Linked DNA regions of Zea mays: region 1 is linked to region 2. The links are chromatin contacts, called in public Hi-C maps. All regions are on one chromosome and are shown on one strand. The core of a region is the stretch at or near the end of the contact, and the rest is flanking DNA. Distances in the headings are between cores, read along the strand shown. Region 1 holds the start of LOC103625998. Region 2 holds the start of LOC100101540.

What was found. A called contact is a pair of places that touch in the nucleus more often than the background predicts.
Region 1: a contact with region 2 is called in a Hi-C map of tassel, with 2.3 times the contacts expected there. The contact joins the promoter of LOC103625998 here to the promoter of LOC100101540 in region 2. A contact is called at or near these places in 2 of 25 Hi-C or Micro-C datasets (ear and tassel).

Annotation. Positions count from the first base shown.
Region 1 is chr5:14,597,226-14,601,441 of Zm-B73-REFERENCE-NAM-5.0, forward strand. LOC103625998 reads left to right here and starts at 2,264. Exons shown (of 3, transcript XM_008646387.4): 1 at 2,264-2,626; 2 at 2,844-4,216. The coding sequence starts at 2,515.
Region 2 is chr5:14,337,306-14,341,687 of Zm-B73-REFERENCE-NAM-5.0, forward strand. It overlaps LOC100101540, which reads right to left and starts at 1,902. Exons shown (of 5, transcript NM_001367392.1): 1 at 1,601-1,902; 2 at 800-930; 3 at 743-797; 4 at 114-432. The coding sequence starts at 1,838. It overlaps LOC103625992 (a long non-coding RNA gene), which reads left to right. Exons shown (of 2, transcript XR_552652.4): 2 at 1-2,114.

The sequences.
Region 1 (4,216 bases), core at 1,014-3,513, 260 kb after region 2:
TGTCCGGTGGTGCACCGGACTGTCCGGTGCGCCAGGAGACAGAATGCAAGAATTGTCTTCCTGGAATGCACTCAACGGCTCCTAGCTACCTTGGGGCTATAAAAGGGACCCCTAGGCGCATGGAGGAGTACAACCAAGTATTCTCTAAGCATTCCTAAGCACCAAGACTTCGATTCCGCGCATTTGATTCTTATTGTTAGCAACTAGAGCTCCATTTGAGTTGTGAACTTGTCAGGTTGTGTTGTGAGCTCTTGTTGTGACTTGTGTGCGTGTTGATACTCTGATTTCGTGTCTTATGTGCGTTGCTAATCCCTCCCTTACTCCGTGCTTCTTTGTGAACCTCAAAGTGTAAGGGCGAGAGGCTCCAAGTTGTGGAGATTCCTCGCAAGTGGGATATAGTAAAGTGAAAGCAAAACACCGTGGTATTCAAGTGGGTCTTTGGACCGCTTGAAAGGGGTTGATTGCAACCCTCGTCCGTTGGGACGCCACAACGTGGAGTAGGCAAGTGTTGGACTTGACCAAACCACGGGATAAACCACTGTGCCATCTCTGTGTTGATCTCTTTGTGGTTATCGTGTTGTGCAAGCTCTCTTCTCTAGCCACTTGGCTTAATTGTGCTATCTCCTAATCAAGTTTTGTGGCATTAGAGTTTAAGTTTTACAGGATCACCTATTCACCCCCCCTCTAGGTGCTCTCACATCATTGCATCGGAACACGTATAAGTCCATGGCACGACATAAACAGTTGGGTATTTGATATGCCAATGCCACATGTGTGTATTCATGTAACACCTACTTTTTTGGACTATAAAAGGGTAGTAACATTAAATTAAGGTTCACATGACCAAATTGAAGCGAAGAGACTTGAAAGCAATATGCCCATGACGATAATAGGAGTTAGTTTAGCTTACCGTAGTCTACACTTCTCTTGGCTTGGGATATGCAATCTTGTACACACCTTTATACAACAATCCACCATAAGTAAGAGAACGAATGGTGTTACGCACTCTGCGGTCTAATCCTCTATAAAAATTCTTATGTATTGAGCTCATAATGTCATGATCTGGTAGACATACTCTACAGTGTTAGGGGTCACTTCCTGCTGCTCAAGCAATGCTTCTATGGGCACCTTTGCTACCATGGTGTCTTTGCTATGAAAATATGATAAGGTATAATTTCACAGCAATGTTAGTGCATTTGTATTTTTCCGGTATATTTGGTTTTTGTGATAATTTATAGCTTATTATGATATTGGTTGCACGTGCAATAGCCCCAAAAAATGACCTCATAGGATGAAGATGACCTTGAATACATTGATTTGGACTATGACCTAAATGAAAGCGCCACGTGCCCACGTCCCACCCAACTTCATAGAATCTCATTAGACATATAGCGCGTGTTTGGTATAGCTCCAGAGCAAAACTCCAAGGAGGAGCTGACCAGGGTCGGCCAAACACCCTAACTCCGGAGTTGTAAACTCTATGGAGTTTTCGGAACTGCAGTACAATTTTTTGGAGTACCTCTTTTTGCTGCTCTAAAAACTCTAAAAAGCAACCTAGGCATGAATTATGAGAAAGCAATCGAAACTTTAGAGCAACGCTGCTCCAACTAGAGTTTTGGAGTAGAGTTCTTCCTTAGTGGAGCAAGAGTTATGGCAAACACGCCTATAATAAATTGATAGTGTTTTACTTTCTTCAATATTCTTGTGATAGATTGCATAGTAGAAATTGCTTGAGCATATATACCTTAAAGCGACCTTACTCCTGGTGACAGGCATGCATGATATCTGGTGATGTGATGTATAGTATGGTCATGTTTGTGTGTGGATTAGACATTTGGTGCCATTTTTTTAAAAAAGGTTGCTCTAGTTTCATCGCGTGTCTTGTTTGCACGATTCACACTAATAAATTGGTTAACTAGACACAAGAATGGGGTGATGAGCTCTTTTTAAAAATATATATTTTAAGAATGGCCCTCCTATCGTCTATTGATATTTTGAAAAAATATCAATCCCCTCCAACTTCATGTCTTGTTTACAAAGTTTATATTAGTAAATTAGTTTGTACATAATATATTCCCTTTTATTAATACTTGGTAACAAAAATGGGAGCCAATATGATTATCTTCCCGTGATCTTCTTCTCCAGCGTGTATTTACGGCCTGCAGGCAAGTGGCACTGTGGCAGCGCCGCAACGGTCGACTGCTTGAGCGTCTGCGCCTGGCCCACCTGGCAGCTGGGCATCTAACGGGCGAGTGAGAGCACAGAGCAGAAGCGGCGCGCGTCCATGGACACAAATCCCCAACGGTCACAAGGACGGACGGATAGACACACACACAACAGTATAAAGAGCCAGCTAGCCGTTACACATCGGGAAACAGATCCGCCATACGCCCATCCCATCCCCTCTCCTCACTCAGCTCTCCTCGCCCAAAATCTCCGCCGTCTGCAGTTCCGGTTGCGAGTCCACACAGCTCATCACGCTTCCTTCACAAATCGAACGCAGCCGCCAGCCGGATGTCGATTGCGGCGGTCAGATCCTCGTCCCCGGGCCCGTCGCCGAGGCCGTGCTGCGGCCTCAGGAGGAGCGCTGATTCCAGCCCCTTCAGGCCCGCCGTGTCCCCACTCGGTAAGGCGTCTTCCTTCCGTTGCCGCGGCTCGTGGCTTATTTCCTCTTTATCGCCGGATTACTTCCCTTGTCCCCACGCGATCTGCCGATTTCTCTCGTATCCCATAAAGCTCCGTGTCTCGATCTCTTATTCTTACTTTTGGATTTGGACGTCCGTTTTTCAAGAAATCTTGGTCTGCCGATTCCTTACATATTTTTTCGGCGATTCACTTCGCAGATTCGCCGCAGAGGAGCTCCTCCGTCTGCAAGAACAGCGGCCGCGCCTCGCCGCGGACCTGGGGCGCGGAGAAGGAGAACGACCCGCGCGACGCGGCGCCGGCCGCGAGCGCGAGGACGCACAAGGTGCGCTCCAGCGGCGGCGGCGGCGGCGGCGCCAAAAGCTTCATGGCGCCCACTATCTCGGCCTCCTCCAAGGCCGTCGCGCCGGCTTTCACGCCAAGAAAGAAGGTATTCGGCGAGCGCAACAACGATGCCGTCCCTTCGTCGCCAGTGGACCTTGCGCACAGCAGTAAGCCCAGGGCTGCGCATCCGCTGCTGCCAGAAGAGGCTCTGGGCGTGCCGAGGCGTCTGCGGCTCTCACTGGACGGCGCCTCTGCCCTTCCTTCCGCGGCTGGGCCTGTCGTTTCGCGCGGCGCCCCGTCGTTCGGAGGTGACGAGGCCGCCGTGATGGTTGAGAATCCCGCCGTCTCCGAGAGCCACCACGACGTGGCTTTGGCGGACGCGGAGGTCGTGGCAGCCCCGTACGATCCCAAGACGAACTACCTCTCCCCGAGGCCTCGGTACCTCCGCTACCAGCCCAACCGCCGCCTCGAGATTTACCGTCATGGCGGCGGGAGCGTGCGGGGGCTCGAGGACATGTTCGCTTCCCAGAGCAGCAGCGAGGAGGTCGACACTGCGACCACCACGGAGGAGGAAGTATCCGGAGAAGGGCAGCCAGATGACTCCTCGGAGGAGGAGACCTCGGCTATGGCCCCTCCACCGGAGGCCAGAGCTCAGTCTACTGCTCCGGCCCTGGATCGCCTCCTGCTGCCGCAGCCCGCGCTGGATTCGCCACTAGCTCGGGTCCTGACACCGGAGCCGAAGGAGTCTCCGCGAGCTGGTGGCGTCTTGATACCTGAGCGGGAACGTGCAGTGAGCCCCGCGCGAGCTCGTCCCAAGAAGAAGAGGTCACCAGTGAGGTTCCTGCTTGCCCCTCTTGCTCTGGTTCTGTTGATGGCTGCAGCGTTTGTCTGTGTTCCACCGCCGCCGGGTTATCCGGTCATGCTGAACACCTCCATGTCAAAGGTGTCAGTCTTACTTTCAGTTCAAGAATTGCATCCTGTGGAGTTGGCTGCTAGGCTGAAGCAATGGTCTAGCAGTTCGTTGGACTTCGTCACGTCCTACTGGGAGGCTATTGCATCTTACCAAGAACGACCTGTCCTTGGTCCGCACTTGGCTGCCAATGTTACTGCTGCTGCTGCAGAAGTAGATGCAGATTACGCTGTTGGTTTCTACTACAGTGCTGCTCAGACAAGCCCAACAAGTTTGGAGTTGGGGACTCATGATGTTGTTTCAGAAAATGATACTGAGATGATTGCTGGGCCTGATGTG
Region 2 (4,382 bases), core at 652-3,151:
TGCTCTTAATAGGATGCACAAGTATTAAATTGGGATTTTATTATTCAGATATCATGCTAAAATAGGGTGCCTTATATAAGGAGATGACTCTGGTGTAAGAATATAGTATTTACCTGTTTAAACTATCTGCCCAATAGCTGACAGTGCCTGGCTTGGAGTCATTAACTTTTGCCTTCTTCAAGCTACCTTGTGGCCCAGCACATGGCAATGAGCCAGCAGCAGCAGGCACCTCCTTGGTGGTCTTCTTAGGTTGATTTTCCACAGGCTTTCTTGAACGGTGACGGTTTCTGTTGATGTGCCGCTCACAGTACTTGTGATCAGCCATTGCTTCCTTGGAGCACCGCCACTTCTTTCCATCCGTTCGTCGGCATCTCCCAGGTTCTGGGTCAGAGTCTGCATTTGTGTAGCCTTGATACAGAGGCCTCCAGCTCACTGCGTTAGAGAAGTCTGTCAAGCTCTGGCATCTATATTCAAAGCATTACTGTGGTTATCCTTTATGGCATACGAGTGTTTAGGTACAAAATGGTGGTTCCTTTTTGGTGTAATATCTTTGAAATTCCATGGCATTCATACATTGAACCTAATGAGTTGCAGTTTCAAATACTACAGAGCTGCCACTGCCAGCATTTTTTGTTTACCATGTAACGCTGCACCTTTGCAAAGTAATATTTCTCTTCTATCTTGGTTGGTTGCAAGTGCCAGTAGTTTTGAAGTAGAAAACCTTAGTTTTCTGGTTCAGTACCTCTATTGGATGATCTGAAGCTCTTGCTGATTGAAATGAGCAGGCTGGAAGGTATGGGGGGGCCTTTGCATTGAGGTACTTGTATATCAGAGCCTGGTGCTCCAGCTCCATCCACTGCGAGGGAGTAAATGGCATCTTGGTCCTGGACAGCAGGAAAGCCTGCTCACCTGGGCCTCCAAAATCCAAGCCTAGATGACGGTGAAACAAGGAGAATATTTTAGTCTGACCAAATCTGAAATGCTGAAGCAAACAGCAACCTTATCTCCAGAGACAAAAGTGTGAAGGTAAAAAAAAAAGCAGATGAAATGTTTACAGGCAGCCTTGGCGGTGAGGGAGGGGCCCAGGGCCCAGACCCCAGGACCCAGGGAGAGCTCTAGTGCTTTGCAAATCCCTATTGCTGCTAGGCTAGGCCCCTCCATATAAGGTAGCACTCATGAGCGCTCATCAAGTTCAATGAACGCTGCACCGCTGTTCTCCTTTTGACTTTTGCTTTTCTTTTTGAATATTATTAGGCCATTCTCAGTGTACAGAGACTGGCCGCGGTGAATCGTTTAAACGTAGAACTGTGCGTGACACTGTTAAACAATATTTGTAGATTGAAGTTTGGCATAGGAGATGAGAATGGTGATTAGGAGAGAGGATACTCTGTCTCATCCCCTATTTTAAATTTCGCGTCCCTATTTTACACTACCGCTAGAGACCGTCTTACTACCCCTGTCTAACATGTTTTGCAGAGAACATATCCATCCAAGAACATGCACATGCGGCGTGATATCTCCGTATGGATGGGAACTGGGAAGGAAGAATGAAGATGCATGAGGGAAGATGTGTTGATGAGGACTGAGGAGGCATCCAAACCTGAGTGCAATGTGTGAGCCGCCTTGGAGAACCTGAGCATCTTCTCCTCGTCAAGGAAGGGGGAGGGGTAGGGGGCAGCAGCCGCAGCCTGGGTGAGGCCTGCTCGCTTGAGAAGACCCAGGTCGCTGTCCCTGGGCGATGGCGCGGTGATTGCGATGCCTTGCTGCAGCCCCAGCACATCTCCGACTCCGAGCTCCATGGCCACGACACCGGCAGCAGCGCAGAACTCAGCGCTCATTTTTGGGGGAGAGGAGCCTGACGAGAGAGTGGATGTTGGTGTGCATTGTTGGGGACAGGCTGGTGAAGAGAGAGAAGGTGGGTGTGCTTTTCTAGTGGGAGCCTGGGAGGCAGGGGTGTGGGTGGGCGCTGGGCGGCTTAAATATCTCCGGTCCTTTCATCCATTCTTTTGTCTTTGCATGAGTTCCGAGAGTTTTTTTAGCTCAATACAATGCTGTACAATATTTGGTTTATGCCAGTGAGTTGTCAGCGAGTACCACCGATGGTGTAGCAGTGAGTTGTTAAGGCTATCTGCACTTATTATATTCTAAATTCCTACTCTAAAAATAATATTCTATCCTTCTCATCAACATTTTAAAATACAGTAACCAAACTCACACATCCATAATCACTCTATATCTTAACCCAATTAAAAATATCACATTTTTTATCAATACATATATCAAACACTCTTACCGCTGGCCCCACTGCCCATCTCCTCACCTAACATAAGAGCACAGTGAAGTATGAGAGTATATACTCTACAAATGAAGGTTTCTCTTGCCCACTCTAAATTTAGAGTACTATGTAAAGTATATCGCTGCATCTGCACACACAACTCGATCCTAAAGGGTATCGTGTGCAGTTGTTGACTATGGTCAGCCTAAAGGAGAATATCAAATCTACAACCAAAGGTACCAGTGTTTTCTTTCATCGCCATTGGTGTGAACGAACTCATATGTCATGTACTCTCCTCATAAGCTTAAGGAAAAGGTGTGGTGTATTACAGTTGCAAGATATAATTAATACCAACTTGGATCATTTTTTACCGAGCAATTTCGTTTCATAAGGAGGCAATAACTGTGTGTTGAATATAGGTTCAAGAGACAATCGTAATATATGAGAACATTAATGATTTTGGGGGTGGGGGGGAAGCCATTAGCAAGGATCTATATGCTAGAGAGAATCATTTGATTGTCGCCACCACCTCTCTCCCAAGGGCCATGGGCATCCAAGACGTCGTCGTCGTCATCGTTTCTCTCATTGTGATGGCATCACATTGTTTCATCTCCACCCGCGTGGATGTCGTTGAGACACTATTACTGTTACGGCGTTGATCGACAACAAACTTGAAGAGCATGGGTGAAATGATGTTGTTGCTTGTGTGTGAGGACGTACAACTACTTTTACTACATCGACACACTCTCCCGTTGCACTATCTGTCTAGTGGTAACGATTCATGATCATCTAGTCGTATATCATCTTGGGTGAACATGATCGATATATTAGTGTGTTGCGTAAATATTTTTCTATAGTGGTATTGGAGCTTGGTCATGCACAGTTTTTTTTGGTCTAGATGATTTGTATATAGACGATACACCTACTAGATTGGAACCATGAGGTCGTTGTTGGTATAATCGCTCAGCTTGTTTGCCGCTACTATCTAAAAACACCATGGGGGTCATAAGATCTATTTGCTTTTCCTCCTAATCGATTGCACAACCTGTCCCTACCGATTAGAATCACAACTGGGACTTAAACTATCTCCAGCAGCTTATCCATCCACATACTCATATTCGAACTCCATTCTGCAAACAATTCAGTCTACAATGCAAAAACAGTGTTTTAGTTAAGAGAACATATCTGATCCACATGGAAGTTTAGTGCACATGGTGCACATATTAAATCAGCATCACTCATTTTAAATCTAACGTTTCTAGTTGTCTGGTATATTTTGCTAAGGACACCCTCCGACGTGGAGGGATGTAGTGGTGGAAGGTGATATTTATAAATTGCAATAATCAACCAGATACATTAGATCTAAGATGGATGGTGATGGATTGTGCTGATTTAATATGTGCACCATGTGCACCAGATATGTCCTCTTTAGTTAAACTATGAGTAGACTGTTGCAGACGGCCTTACACTACACATCTTTTAGGGCGGGAAAGACAGAGGATCCGAGTTGGGTGTATACAATCGTTCTACTTCACACGGTAGTTACTGTCAAAATAGTATTAAGAATGTCTAGTGTTCATCTTAATTTGACCAACCCGACGAAGTTTTTATAACGATTTTATGGATATGATTGATGAATTTCCGCGTGGACTTGGTGGTGGAGATCGTCGTTTGATTGCATACAACGCATAGGTTGTTTAGGTAATACCTTCGCAGACCACACGTTAGTATACAGTTCTCCGGCTAACTTGGTTTTGTAGGGAATATTATAAATAGTATGACCTAAATATCACGGCCATGGATGGAAGATTTCACCATGTCTTGGTTGAAGCGTGATATTAATGTTTTAGGGCGTGTTTGGCGCCTAAGTTGCGGCGGCCGAATCGATCGTTCCAACTGCGACGGGAAAAGTGTGGCTGGTGGCGGCGGCTTAGGCCACTTACCAAATACTCCCTCCGTTTCTTTTTATTTGTCGCTGGATAGTGTATACACTATCCAGCGACAAATAAAAAGAAACGGAGGGAGTACGCCTTTAATGTCTCCATACTTTGGTACAGCGTGTGGGCGGGCGGGTACGTACGCTGGGCGTGGGTGAGTAGAACTAGGG